Linked DNA regions of Mus musculus: region 2 is linked to region 1. Evidence: chromatin contacts called from public HiChIP or PLAC-seq data. All regions are on one chromosome and are shown on one strand. The core of a region is the stretch at or near the end of the contact, and the rest is flanking DNA. Distances in the headings are between cores, read along the strand shown. Region 1 overlaps Nadk (NAD kinase). Region 2 has its middle 18 kb from the start of 9430015G10Rik.

Region 1 (7,040 bases), core at 1,728-4,227:
GCTCTTCACCGCTGAGCCATCTCCCCAGCCCTAAATCTGTTTTTATAAAGGCTCCAAGGGTGGATTGGTACCTGAGAGCCTGGGTAGTGGCCACTCTCTCTTGCCTTGAGAAGCCAGCAGTCCAACCCTAGTGGACACGCAATAGGATGATGCCCTGTTCTCTCGGTGAGCCTTCCTCTGCACTTTGATTCTCACCATATCTTCCAGGCTCTTGGACAAAGGCCAAGTGTAGCATGTACAAGAGTCTGTCTAACCTAATGACCAGGACAAGGCTGTATGTGAGCCTGGCCACATTCTGCTAGTCACTGTGGGGTCCTTTCTGCCCTAATTTGAGAGATGCCTGTGGCACCATAATATGTGTGACGTGCTGTCATTTTCTACCATGTCAAATGCCGATGTGGGCACTTGCTCTTAGTATAGAGTCTTTATGTGATAATTGCCATTTTAACAGACCATCCAGTCCGCCCTGAAATGACCTAACAAGGCACTGTGAGGGAGGTCAGCACTGCACAGAAACCCCACAGGCCTTGGCCAGTGTAACCCTTGGACTTTACCAGGCAGCTACTTTCTAATTGTAAAGCTATACTTGTTTACTTAGGTCTTGTGTATACGGATGGGGTCAGATGTACACAGCCTGTCTGTGGAGGTCAGAAGGAGTTGGTTCTCTTCTTGCAGTGTGGAGCAAGGGATTGAATTCAGATCCTACACTTGATGTCAGTGTCCAGGAGTGGACTGAACCCTTGGGCATCTGGGAATGAAGGGAGAGTGAAGAATTATATAGTGAAGCCCGTGTCAAAAAAAAAAAAATCTGCTAATATATGCATATATTTTCATTTTCTTTCTTTTTTTTAAAGTTCAACTCTTTATTTGGTAATTTTTGTTTGGTTTGGTTTGTTTAAAGATTTATTTATAAACGGGGGTGGGGGGTGGCACCCGCCTTTAATCCCAGCACTTGGAAGGCAGATTCAGGCAGATTTCTGGGTTCGAGGACAGCCAGGGCTACACAGAGAAACCCTGTCTCGAATAAAAAATAAATAAATAAATAAATAAACTATTGCTCTCTTCAGACACACCAGAGAGGGCATCAGATCCCATTACAGATGTGAGCCACCATGTGGTTGCTGGGATTGAACTCAGGACCTCTGGAAGAGCAGTCAGTGCTCTTAACCACTGAGCCAACTCTCCAGCCCATATTTTCATTTCCTTATCTGCGTCATACAAAAATTAGAATGAACATGGCCGCATAGGCCTGTAGTCCTAGTTACTCGGGAGGCAGGAACAAGAGGATCACAAGGTCAGAGACTGGATTACAGGGAGCCACCCTGTATTTAACAGAAAAGCAAGGCCTTGGTGGTGCGTGCCTTTAGTGCCAGTGCGCTAGAGGCAAGCCAGTCGGATCTTGGGGTTCAAGGGCAGCCAGAGCCTTACAGAAAGCCTGTTGTGAAAACCAAAAAAGGAAAAAGTGAACACACATAATGAGTTGGGAGTATAGCTCAGTAGTAAGTACTTATGTAGCAAGCATAGAGGCCTAGGTTTATACCCTAACAACACACACAGGAAAAGATTTTAAAGGCCAAGGCCATCATGATCAGTTTTTTTCTCATGCTTCTAAAAGGCAGTTTGAGCCTGTAGTCTGTTTTGGATTAATATTTGTAAGTGATAAGAGGACATAGTTCAGTTTTCAGTCTTTTCAACTGGCTACCCATCTGCTTAACACTACTTGAAGGTTTTGTTTTGGTTTGGTTTGGTTTTTTCGAGACAGGGTTTTTCTGTGTAGCCCTGACTGTCTTGGAACTCACTCTGTAGACCAGGCTGGCCTTGAACTCAGAAATCCGCCCGCCTCTGCCTCCGGAGTGCTGGGATCAAAGGTGTGCGCCACACGCCCGGTGCCCGGCGAAGGTTCTTTTTTTATTGAATCACTACAGCACCTTTGTCAAGACCTTTTAGGCTTGGCTAGGGTGTGTCTTAGAGGGATAGCTGTTCGCTCACAACACACACAAACCGTGGTTGATGTCTATTTCTGGATCATCTTTTCTGTTGCTTGATACTGGAATTGAGCAGTTTGCCTTGTGCTAGGTAAGCACTCTACTGCTGGGCTATATCTCAGCCTTTTTATACTTGGAGACAGCGTTTTGTTAAGTTGCCAAAGCAAGCCTCGAACTTGTCATTGCCCTACCTCTGCCTCTCAAGTAGCTAGGAGTGCAGGCCTGTGCCACCAGGCCCAGATGTTTTGTTTCTTTGCTGCATAGACCTAGCTGGCCTTAGCTTTTCAGTGGCTGTCTCCTGCCTCTGCCGCTCAGTCCTTATTCTGACTTACCTGATTTCAATAGGTAGGACACAGAAACTGTCTTTTTAAAAAAAATAGGGAGCTGGAGAGATGGCTCAGCGGTTAAGAGCACTGACTGCTCTTCCAGAGATCCTCAGTTCAATTCCCAGCAACCACATGGTGGCTCACAACCATCTGTAATGGTATCTGATGCCCTCTTCTTCTGGTGTGTCTGAAGACAGCTACAGTGTACTCACATACATTACAAAAAAAAAAAAAAAAAAAAAAAAAAAAAAGATAAAGTTCTTCTGGTGATTGTAAAATATAGCCAGGGTAAGAACCAATCTATTCTCTCACCTTTGACCTTAGCATGGGCTCCATAGGGTTGACCAAGGTCACAGGTCTTAGTTGTCTGGGCTACTGTAACAAAGCATCACAGACTGGTTGGTTCAAAGTAGATTCATGTTCTCACAGTCCTGGAGGCTGAAGTCCAGCTCTCTGTGGAGAGCTCTTCCCCAGCACTCTTGTGTTGCTCATGTTGGTCGGGTCTGAAAGTGGAGGGACACTGCTTTTAAAGGCATTAATGAACCAGGGAGTGGGCAGAGCCAACCTCCTCCCCAGAGCAAGTTCCAGGACAGCCAGGGCTACCCAGAGAAACCCTGTGTGTTGGGGGGAGGCACTAATGAACATCAGGGCCCCACCCTGTGACTCATTTCCTCAGAAGCCCTTCTCCAAATACAGCCACAGTGGTAATTAAGGGTTCATGATAGCATCAAGCATGTCACTGGGGCTGGTGGTGTCGGCCTGTTATCCTAGCTACCTTAGAGGCTGAGGCAGGAAGATCACAAGTTCAAGGTGCTGTGTAGGTAACAGAGATTGTCTCAATAAAGAAGATCAGTTGTGGTGTGGGTATAGCTCACTGGTGGAGAGGGCCCCTGCTGGTGTGCACTAATCCCTCGTGAAAAGGTAAGAATGAAAACTTGGGGCAGACTGACTTGTCATCTTGGATCAGATTCCAGGGAGTGTAACAACAGGCAGGTTATTCCCTGATGTTATTTAAACCCAGTATAATTTGGAAAAATTTTCCTGGTGTAATACAATCCTGGTGCAAAAGGAAGCGTAATTACATCAAAACTCCGCTCAGGATCTTGTCATTCCTTCAGAGAACATGGGGTCTTGAGATGCAGTACCTGCACTAGCTTAAGGGCCTAAGCGTCTGGCCTGGTCTCAGCCATATGAACAGTGGAGAGGTCATTTAGCCACCTCAAGTCCTGCTTGTAGGAGCTTGGTATGTCCTGGCCCAACGGATAGTACAGATCTCCAGCTGCTAATCACGTCCAGTTCTCAGCTCTCTGACAACAGGTTTTTCATCTTTCCCATTGGAAAGAGAATCCTGTGTGCATAACACAGGTTTCTCTGGAGACCTGTGGGTGCAAGGACCTTTGTGCTGTGCCCCCAACAGTAGAGTGCCTGGTCCAATGGGGTTCAGTCCCCATTACTGCTGGGGGGGGAGCATTTAGACCACAGCACTAGTTTATCTGGGATTTATACTTAAATTCCTTTTTTTTTTTTTCAAGACAGGGTTTCTCTGTGTAGACCAGGTTGGTCTCTAACTCAGAGATCCTCCTACCTGTAGCTCGCTGGTGCTCCCTGGTGCTCGCTGGTGCTCCCTGGTGCTGGCTTAAAGGTGCCACCAGGTCCAGCTGCTTCTCTTCTTCCATGGAAAATGTTCGGTTTTTTACATTATCTGTTCTTTATTTACTGTACTGTGACTTCCTTATTAAGCATGGGTTATGGGCTGGAGAGATGGCTCAGCGGTTAAGAGCACTGACTGCTCTTCTAAAGGTCCTGAGTTCAAGTCCCAGAAACCACATGGTGGCTCACAACCATCCATAATGAGATCTGACGCTCTCTTCTGGTGTGTCTGAAGACAGCTGCAATGTACTCATAATACATAAAATAAATCTTAAACCCCCGCCCCCCGCCCCCCCCCCCCCCAAAAAAAAGAGAATGGGTTATGTTGAGTGCCTGCCTGCTTGTAGCACTCTCCATCCAGGCCACTAGCTATTGGGGACATTTTTATCCCAGTGGTCCTCAGCAGGAAAGCATGGTGGTAGTGATGGTGTGTGTGTGTGTGTGTGTGAGAGAGAGAGAGAGAGAGAGAGAGAGAGAGAGAGAGAGAGAGAGAGAGATGGGTGCAGGAGGGCTTTCAGTAGTCAGTTTTCTTAGATTCCAGAGACTGAACCCAAGATTGTCAGCCTTGGTGATGGACACCATCACCTGCTGAGCTAGTCTCACTATTCTACACACACACACACACACACACACACACACCCTGATTTTTGATTTCCTATTTTGATTTTATGGCCATTGGTGCTCTGCCTGTGTGTCTGTGTGAGGTGTCAGCTCCCCTGGAACAGGAGATGCGGACAGCTGTGAGCTGCCCTGTGGGTGCTGGGAATGAACTCTGGTCCTCTGGAAGAGCAGCCAGTGCTGAGTGCTGCTGACAGATCTTCCCAACCCTTGTTTTGTGTTTTTGTTTTTGTTGTTTTGCCCCATTGCAGGCTTCCTGAAGTCTGGGGTTGTCGTTGACCACACCAAGGCTCTGGGCCTGAAATCATGACCCTGTTTCCTTCCACCACAGTTCTTTCTGGAGGTTTCATTTTTACAGTCTCCCATGTAAAGCAGGCTGGCCTTGAATTTATGATCCCCTGTCCTGCCTTAGCCTCCTAGGCTGAGATTCCAACTATGCAACACCATGCCATGCTCTCTGAAGGTTCTTTCCAGTCCCCTTGGGGCTAGAGAAGGCCCTTAGCAGTTAAGAGCAAATGCTGCTCTTGTAGAGGACCAGAATTTGGTTCTCAGCACCCATACCAGGCAGCTTATAGTCACCTGTGACTACCTACAGCTCTAGGGAATCCAAGGCCTTCTGGCTTCAGCTGGCACCTGCACACATTCACCTCCCAGGCCCGCTTTCAATAAAGTCCCGGCCCTGTAGCACACACCTTTAATGCCAGCACTTGAGGGATTAACTCACAGCAGAGGCGGGTGAGTTCAAGGCCATACTGGTCTACAGAGAGAGAGAGAGAGTGTCCAGGACAGCTATGGCTGTTACATAGAAAACCCTATCCGGGCGGTAGTAGGAGAGCAGGCGGGAATCACCTTACACTTTCGATTCCAGCTTTTGGACCCAGAAGCGGCAGGGTCACTGAAGGTGAGGGAACAGCCTGAGCTGCAATGTTGAGTGAAAATGAGGACATGACCTTGACAAAGTGTGGTTGAGAAGATTTTATTGTAGATATAAGGGAGATAACAGCCACAGAGGCATCTGGGAGGGTCCAGACCGAATATAGCCAGCAGGACAGACCCGGCCATAAGAAGGCTAGGGAGTGACTGAGGTGAAAGAAAAAAAAAGGGAGGGGGGTGGCAAGAGGACCAAGAGGCCATGTAACCAAAATGGCTCGTATGTAGGAATCAGAAGCTGAGAGAAGGAAAGAGAAGCCCAGCCCCTGGATGGTAGGGAGAAGGGTGAGAAGTACTAAGAGGATCCACAGATAGGTGGCTAATACTAGGTACACACATGGTGCACATACATATAGGTAAGACACATACACCTAAAATAAATTTTTTTTTTTTTTTTTTTTTGGTTTTTCGAGACAGGGTGCAGCCCAGGCTGTCCTGGAACTCACTCTGTAGACCAGGCTGGCCTCGAACTCAGAAATCCACCTGCCTCTGCCTCCCAAGTGCTGGGATTAAAGGCGTGTACCACCACACATGGCTTTATTTATTTTATTTTATTTTTGTAAAATAAATCTTTAAAAGGCATTTTTAAAAGTCGCCTTGATGAGGTTCTCAGTGCGGCACAGCATGGGGGGAGCACCTGTAATCCCAGTTCCCAGGAAAATCCGCAGGGTCGCTCTTATCAACATAGTAAGGTGTGAGGTCAGCTGGGACTGAAGGAGACCCATCTCAAAAACAACCCCGCGCCCCCATAAACCGTTATCAGTGTGTCCTAGTTAGCATTACCTTGTCACAGCCTAGTCTCAAAGGACTCATCAGCTTGGTCTATGGACGTGTGAAGGATTCTCCTGATTATCGATGGGGGCTGCGGGGTCAGCCCGTTGTGGGTGGCACCGTAACTAGGCAGGTGTTCCACGGTGGTTATCTAAGGAAGCTGGCTGAGCGCTAGAGCAAGCCCGTGGGCAGGCTTCCTCCTTGGTTTCTGCGGGTTCCTGCCATGACTTCCCTCAGGGATGGACTGTGACGTGGGTGTGAGCCAAGTCAATCTGTGCCTCTCAAGTTGCTTTTGGTCAGTGTCATATCTCAGGCATCGGGAAAGAAACCAGGGCACAGTTCTTTCAGATCCTTATCTGAAACTAGTTTATTATAATTTCTCTACAAGACTCTGCTTCTTTTTGTGTTTCTTCTTTTTCTCTTTGTTTTTTGATTTGTTTGTTTTTGAGACAGATAAAATGTAGCCCTGTCTAAACTGGAATTCTCAGAGCTCTCTTTGTCTCTGCTGGTCTTGTTTGCTTGCTTGCTTGCTTGTTTGTTTTTTATGGAGACAGGGTTTCTATTTTGTAGTTCTGGCTGTCCTGGAATTCCCTCTATAGACCAGGCTAACTTCAAACTCAGAGATTTGCCTGCCTCTGCCTCCTGAGTTCATGGACTTTCTCACTATGCTCAGGTCTTCTTTGTTGTGTTGTTTTAGAGACGGGAGCCTGGCTGGCCTGGAGCTGACAGATCTGATTGCCACTACCTCCCAAGAGAAGGA
Region 2 (7,040 bases), core at 2,785-5,284, 520 kb after region 1:
TCCACCTGCTCATAGTATTTATAGTTTTACACATTGATGATCTAAACTCTTGAGCAACTTTCTTGCAGTCCAAAGGGGTGCAGCAGGTAGCTTGGTCCTTCTTGATATCAATTATCATGAAGCACTAGGAACTGAAGTGTAGACTACCTGGTGACAATGGAAGTTACCATTTGTGAGATAAGAGTTGTATTGAATCTTTAAAATGGGCTCAACCTATAAAGGTAGCTGGAGCCCAAGCCTGAGTACCTGAATTCAATCCCCAGGGCCCATATGATAGAAGGAGAGACCTAACTTCTGCAAGCTGTCTTTTGACATTCATATGAGTGCTGTGGTACACACACACACACACACACACACACACACACACACACACATATGAACTAAAGAGCATACATATGCACGAACAAATATATATATATATATATATATATATATATATATATATATATATATATATATGATTTAAAAATGCTATGGGGTAGTGGCAGCCTTTAATCCCAGAACTCAGGAGGCAGATGTAGTGGATCTCTGAGTCCAACCTGGTCTACAGAGTGAGTTCCAGGACAGTCAGACTGCATAGTGAATTCCTGTCTCAAATAGACAAACAAACAAACAAACAAACAAACCAACAAATTCTTATATCAATCTCAGGAATGAGAATTTGGGTACATGAAGAAAGGTAGTATTTAGAAAAACAACCATTACACAGGGAAAGGGGACATAGCTCTAGCAGGAAACATGATGAAAACTCTGTTTATGTGACCCATAAAATATCTAAGGAATTTAAGCATTTGAGGATCCAGAGGTTCACCAGTGTTTACTGCCTGATAAGTCCCTCCAGGGAGCTGTACTCTGAGACATTAACACCAATAGTTAGAAGAAGTAGTCTGAAGCTGCTGCAAGGTCAATTTATGGGAAAAATTTTACATCCTGGTGTCCATGGGCTACCATGGCAGACAAGTAAAAAGTATGAACCAATTGGAATATGTGTGTGTGTGTGTGTGTGTGTGTGTGTGTGTGTGTGTGTGTATTTATATTTATATATGCTGTCACCCAATTCACAAGCCCTGTATCCCCTTTTGATGAGTGCTGCTGCTGCTGCTGCTACAACTGAGCTCTGGAGAAGGGAAGGACAGGGGCTGTCCCTGGCCTAAATATTAGATGCTGACTGTTAATGTTAGAAACAGGTTGGTATAAGGCACATGGCTGTTACATGAAGGCTTAGTACCACTTTGAGGAGAAGGCATCTGTGAGGAAGATATTCCTTGTATAAGAGTTAGGATAAGAGCTTGAAGGAACAAGGAATTGGGGCAGCAAAAAGGGCTCTGGAGAAGCTATACTTTCCTCGGGAATGCCTGAGAATAGAGTAGTCAGCAGGATTAGGTCAAAGAAGTCCAAAGAGACCATGTTTCTAATGAGGATTGCCCTACCACTTGGTTATTAAAGTGTCAGCTGTGTCCTGGACAGGCCATGTCTTGTCCTGAGCCAAAGAGCAGGAGGTAAGTTGGACACTGCTGACACACACGTAGGCATGCCCAGCTCTCTGTCCTGTGGAACTGGACATTCTCTCTGTTCGCAATGACTTAGATGTCCAAACAATCAACAGAGGCAACATCACCTGGAACCCTTTTTAGCTCTAGAGGACCCAGGTTAGACTTCCCATGTCCACTAAAGTATGTGGCAGCAAGAACCCAGGAAAGCAGCTGGGGAAGGTACTAGAGGGGTGAATGCACAAGAGATGTGTGTGTACACATGTATGCCTGTGTGTATGTGTGTGTACATGTATGTCTGTGTAAATGTGTGTGCTATGTATACATGTGTGTGCATTTACTTATGACATATGTGTACCTGTATATACTGTGCATTTGCACACACACACACACAAACACACACACACACACACACACATTTGCATGTTGTGTGCATGTCTCTCTGATACACTCTACCAGCCTCCTATAAAAGAGGCCACTAGGAGCTGGGCATGGTGGTGCGTGCCTTTAATCCCAGCACTCAGGAAGCAGAGTCAGGCAGATCTCTGTGAGTTCCAGGCCAGCCTGATCTACATAGCAAGGTCCAGACCAGCCAAGGTTAAATAGAGAGAATCTATCTTTAAAAAACAAACAAACAAACAAACAAACAAACAATAATAACAACAAAGGAGACCATCAGGGCCAGGTGCCTCATGGCCAACTCTGGTTCTAGTCCTTTGACTGCAGAGGATGCAGTCTAGTCCCAGAATCAGGTTATATAATATGCTGGGAAGCTAGGATCAGCCAGAGATCAGAACCAGCTGAATCCAGAGGCCCAAAAGCCAGCCACACTAGGTAGCTCTCTCCACGAGGCTTCAATCCACTTACAAGTACATCACCTAACCATGAAAGTAAGAGGCTCAGTCACTGTGATGGTTTGTATGTGCTTGGCCCAGGGCATGGCAGCATTGGGAGATGTGGCCTGGTTGGACTAGGTGTGGTCTTGTTGGAGTAGGTGTGGCTTGGTTGGACTAGGTGTGGTCTTGTTGGAGTAGGTGTGTCACTGTGGGCATGGGCTTTAAGATCCTCATTCTAGCTGCCTGGAAGCCAGTCTCATAACATCCTTCAGATAAAGATGTAGAACTCTCAGATCTTCTTGCATCATGACTGCCTGGATGCCTCCAAGCTCCCATCTGGATAATAATGGACTGAACCTCTAAACCTGTAAGTCAGCCCCAATGAAATGTTGTCCTTATAAGAGTTTCCTTGGCCATGGTGCCTGTTCACAGCACTAAAACCCTAACTAAAAGCCGGGCGTGGTGGCGCATACCTTTAATCCCAGCACTCGGGAGGCAGAGGCAGGTAGATTTCTGAGTTCGAGGCCAGCTTGGTATACAAAGTGAGTTCCAGGACAGCCAGGGCTACACAGAGAAACCCTGTCTTGAAAAAAAAAAACAAAACCCTAACTAAGCCAGTCACAAACACAAAGAGTAGATTGACACAGGATGGAGAAGGATTCAAGGTCCAAAACCTACAGGGCTTATATTCTCCCCAGAATGGAAGGGATACATTTTAGTGCATTCCCTACAAACTTTGTACTGTGCATTGACAGAAATAAATATATGGCTAAACAATCCCTTCTTTTCTTCAAATCCAAGACAGGCAAATTCTCCCACTGTACTATTTCATGTGTATCAGACTGTTTAACCTGTGAGTTTTGTAGTGGTGCTACATCTCCATCACAAATTTGCTTATGTTAGCTGCTGGGTAAAACGCCTCATTCCATTTCCAAGTCAGAAATCCAAGGACAAGATCATAGCCCAGCATTCAGGTGATGGTCATACCTTCACATCTGTGGTGATTCACTCTGATTTACAAGCAGTAGTGTACGCCCCACGTCCAGTAAAGAGCAACCCTTGAGGTTTGTGCTGTTCGGTTCTGAGAAACCAACCTGAAGGGGCTGCTGCTCTCTCCAAACACAAGATAGTAAAGGGTTGGATTAGTCGCACAGCACCACTCTACCAGATGGATTCTATTGTTGTTCAAACTTTACATGGAGACAGCCTGTTTTCTGCACTCCCACAGTCTGAAAAAGGACAGTAGGGGTTTGGAGCCTTCTTGCGCTTAGGAAGCTAGTAGTGCCTGTGGCTAGATTCTTGCTATGTAGCTGCTAATGTACTGCCCGTTAGCACCGGTGAATTGGGGATTTTTCTCTATCAGGAAGAGGCCATCACTGGAAACAGGCCCCTCCCTACCTGGAGGTGCTTCCTTCTGACTCTGGGAAGGGCTTGGGTCAGATTGGAGCTGGTTTCAGTGGAAAACCCAGGCTGCACACTCCAGTAGTCCCCAGTGCTCTACCAAACTATGCTTTCCAGAATAACTCCAGACCTTCAAAGGGTAGGCTCAAGGTTAGAGTGTCAACTAAGGATATTTTCAGTCTCAGGCTTGGCTGACTTCTTGCCTGGGAAAATGCAAGGGAGAAGGGACACTGACTTATTAAATCCAGGCTCACGCCAAAGCTGAGCATTAACCAACCAGGCAGCTCTAGAGTGTCTAACAGGCACTGCACAGAGTGACCTAGTTCTACTGGTCACTCCTCTGGGTTCAAAGAAGGAGAGTTCAGATGTGATCAGGTGCAGTCCCCTTCCTGACTTGAGCACACTTTAAGGACATGTTTTGATTGCTGCAGATCCTTGATGTCCTGCAAGCAGAGTTATTAGTAAAGTCTGAGGTAACCACATCACATTTCACAGTATTCAGGATTCTAGGGTCTCCTTTTGGTGGAGGGTGGGGGCGGGGTAGGAGGGATGGGAGATTGAAACAGGCTCTCACAGTGTATCTCTATCTGGCCTGGAACTCCCTATGTAAACCAGGCTGGATTTGAACTTGTATCAATCCTTTTGCTACTGTCTTCCGAGTGTTGGGATTGCATACATATCAATACCATGCCTGGCCATAGGATCCACTTCTTAAGGGAGCAGGCATACTATGCTCCTACAGTTACTACAGTGTTAAAGAACTTCTGGTGCCTGGTAATTCTGGACCAAGGCTCCCTATAACCTCTTGTAAGCTACCCTCAGGCATCTTTCCAGAACATAGTCCTGATGCACTGACAGTAGCATTCTGAGCTCCTTAATGCTTTCTTTCCATTATCGCCACATCAGAACACAGAGACCAGACTGGTAGATGAAAGGGACATCAGGATCTATGCTGTGCTGGCAGAAGCCACCAGCCAAACCTTTAGTACCCAGGGTTCCCCATGTCCTTTGTACAGGAGTGTGACTTAAGGCTCCTGACTCCTATTTCCTGCCAGACGGGACATCTTTGCTTTGTATGTCTACAACGTTGAGCCCCATCTTCGCTCCCTCTGGCTGAGAGATCTCAGACCCACACTTGCCCTCCTCTCCTTCCTTCTTCTCATACAAAACTCTTCCTGGTCCAGCTTGACACTAGTTTATTCCTGTGCTCCTATGGCTGTGGCCTTCATCCTGGTGAGCCATTATTTGCCAAATAAATATTTGCACAGGGTGGGACTCAGTGCTCAGGGTTGAGTATTAAATGGGCCTAAAGTCGGAGAGTTCTGTGGCAGCACCACAGAGGTCCAGGAGTGAGGAAACATGGTGGAAAGCCGGCCTAAGTCTCTTACTTGTCTTCAAAGTAGCTTGTGTTTCTGGCACGAAGACTCCAGAAGGCAGAACCAATCTGCCAGGACACAGAGCCCAGGGCTGTGAGTTCCCAAAGGAAAGATAAAGGACAAGAGAAATTTGAGAACTGCGGGGTACATGGGAGGCCATCATAAACATCAGAGATCACTAACGTAAACCAGGGGGAAGGTTGGGGAACAGGGGCCACATCAGTTACTCTACCCTGAATTCACATGGCGTCCTTCATCAGTTACCCACTGCCATGTAACAAGGACGTCTAAACCTAGTGACTGTGAACATACATTTATCATTTCTGCTCTGTAGTTTAGGAGCAAGTGGGGCCAATGTAACTGGAGGCTAAACTATATTGGAGCAGGGTTGCAATGACCCGTAGGTCTTCATACGAGTTCCTTTCATGGAGTTCTTTATGTTTTGTTTCTGTTTTTAGACAGAATATTATGTAGGCCAGGTTGATCTGGAACTTGCTTTGTAGCTAAGGCTGGACTTGAGCTCCTGATCTTCCTTCTTCCATGTCCCAAGTATTGGGATTATAGACATGACCACCACATCTGACTCCATTGACCTCTCTGCTGGGCTACCTGCAAGAGCTGGCTGTTCAGAGCAAGCCTTTCTAGTAGGAGTATCCAAGAAAGTCAGGCCTGGTGGTACTAGCCTGCAATCCCAACTACTTCAGGAAAATTGAATATTTAAGGTCTATAAATGTAGAAGGCAAAAACAGAGTGGAGAGATGGTGAGATGGCTTAGAGGGGTAAAGATGCTTACCACACCAAAACCAATGACCTGAGTTCAAATCTCAAGAGTTACATGGTGTAAGGAGGAAACCAGCTCCTGTAGGTTTTCCTCTATTAATGAGCCATGCTGGTGCACATATATGTATATATACACAATCAATCAGTCAGCTAATCAATCAATCAATCAATCAATCAATCAATGTAATTTAAAATGAAACAGTCTGCCAGGCAGTGATGGTGCACGTCTTTAATCCCAGCACTTGGGAGCCAGAAGCAGGCAAATTTCTGAGTTCGAGGCCAGCCTGGTCTACAGAGTGAGTTCCAGGACAGCCAGGGCTACACAGAGACACCCTGTCTCAAAAAAAAACCAAAACCAAAACCAAAACCAAAACAGTAAGGTAGAGATATTCCTTAGTGGTAGAATGATTACCTAGCTTGCCTGAGATCGTCAGACAATCTCCAGTAAAACACACACACACACACACACACACACACACACACACACACACACATACACACACACACACACACACACACAGGGAACTCAAGATGAAGCTACAGGCTCCCTATCATCCAATCTTGAGTGTGCTGCTTGTCGCCTTTGTATTGTCCAAAAGCAAGCCATCAAGTATATTCAGGGAGGCACTGGGTAAAGTGGGAGCATGGGGAGGGAGGGTCCAGGGGTGTTGCCACACTTAGCTGTCCTGGATTCAGGATCCTGGCTCAGTAGCTTTGCTTGCTTTGGCTTTTGTCCTGGAAGCCAGTCATCCTACTTGTGGGCTTGTCTGTGTTTGCTGATGGACTAGCAATTGTGTGGTTGACAGTATAAAGTCAGAGAAGTTTTGAAAAGACCCCCATTTTGTTTTAACTTAAGTATAGAAATACACAGTATATACCCGCCTGTTAAGGGGCCTTGAGAGCTGACAGAGACCTACTTCAAATAGTGTCACATGTTGTCTTCATCACCTTCCTTCCTTCGTTCCTTCGTTCCTTTGTTCCTTCGTTCCTTCCTTCTTTCCTTCCTTCCTTCCTCTCCTTCTCTTTCTTTTTCTTTCTTTCTTTCTTTCTTTTTTTCTTTCTTTCTTTCTTCCTTTCTCTTTCTCTCTCTTTTCTTTCTTTCTTTCTTTCTTTCTTTCTTTCTTTCTTTCTTTCTTTCTTTCTTTCTTTTTCTTCCT

Evidence for each region. HiChIP or PLAC-seq counts read pairs in DNA pulled down with a chosen protein or histone mark.
Region 2: a contact with region 1 is called in a FOXA1 HiChIP or PLAC-seq map of pancreatic cancer cells. The contact joins two enhancer-like sites. A contact is called at or near these places in 1 of 115 datasets of contacts at active chromatin or transcription factors (pancreatic cancer cells) and 1 of 9 other capture datasets (pancreatic islet).

Annotation. Positions count from the first base shown.
Region 1 is chr4:155,568,649-155,575,688 of GRCm38.p6, forward strand. The region is part of intron 1 of Nadk (NAD kinase); the gene reads left to right. Among named protein-coding and RNA genes, the nearest start is that of Nadk, 8.4 kb to the left of the region's middle. Within about 2 kb of position 2,978, at least 90 of the 459 cell types and tissues checked have an H3K27ac peak or open chromatin away from gene starts, as enhancers often do. A contact at or near this core is called in pancreatic cancer cells, where this site is marked.
Region 2 is chr4:156,088,972-156,096,011 of GRCm38.p6, forward strand. No RefSeq gene overlaps it. Among named protein-coding and RNA genes, the nearest start is that of 9430015G10Rik, 18 kb to the right of the region's middle. Within about 2 kb of position 4,035, at least 17 of the 459 cell types and tissues checked have an H3K27ac peak or open chromatin away from gene starts, as enhancers often do. A contact at or near this core is called in pancreatic cancer cells, where this site is marked.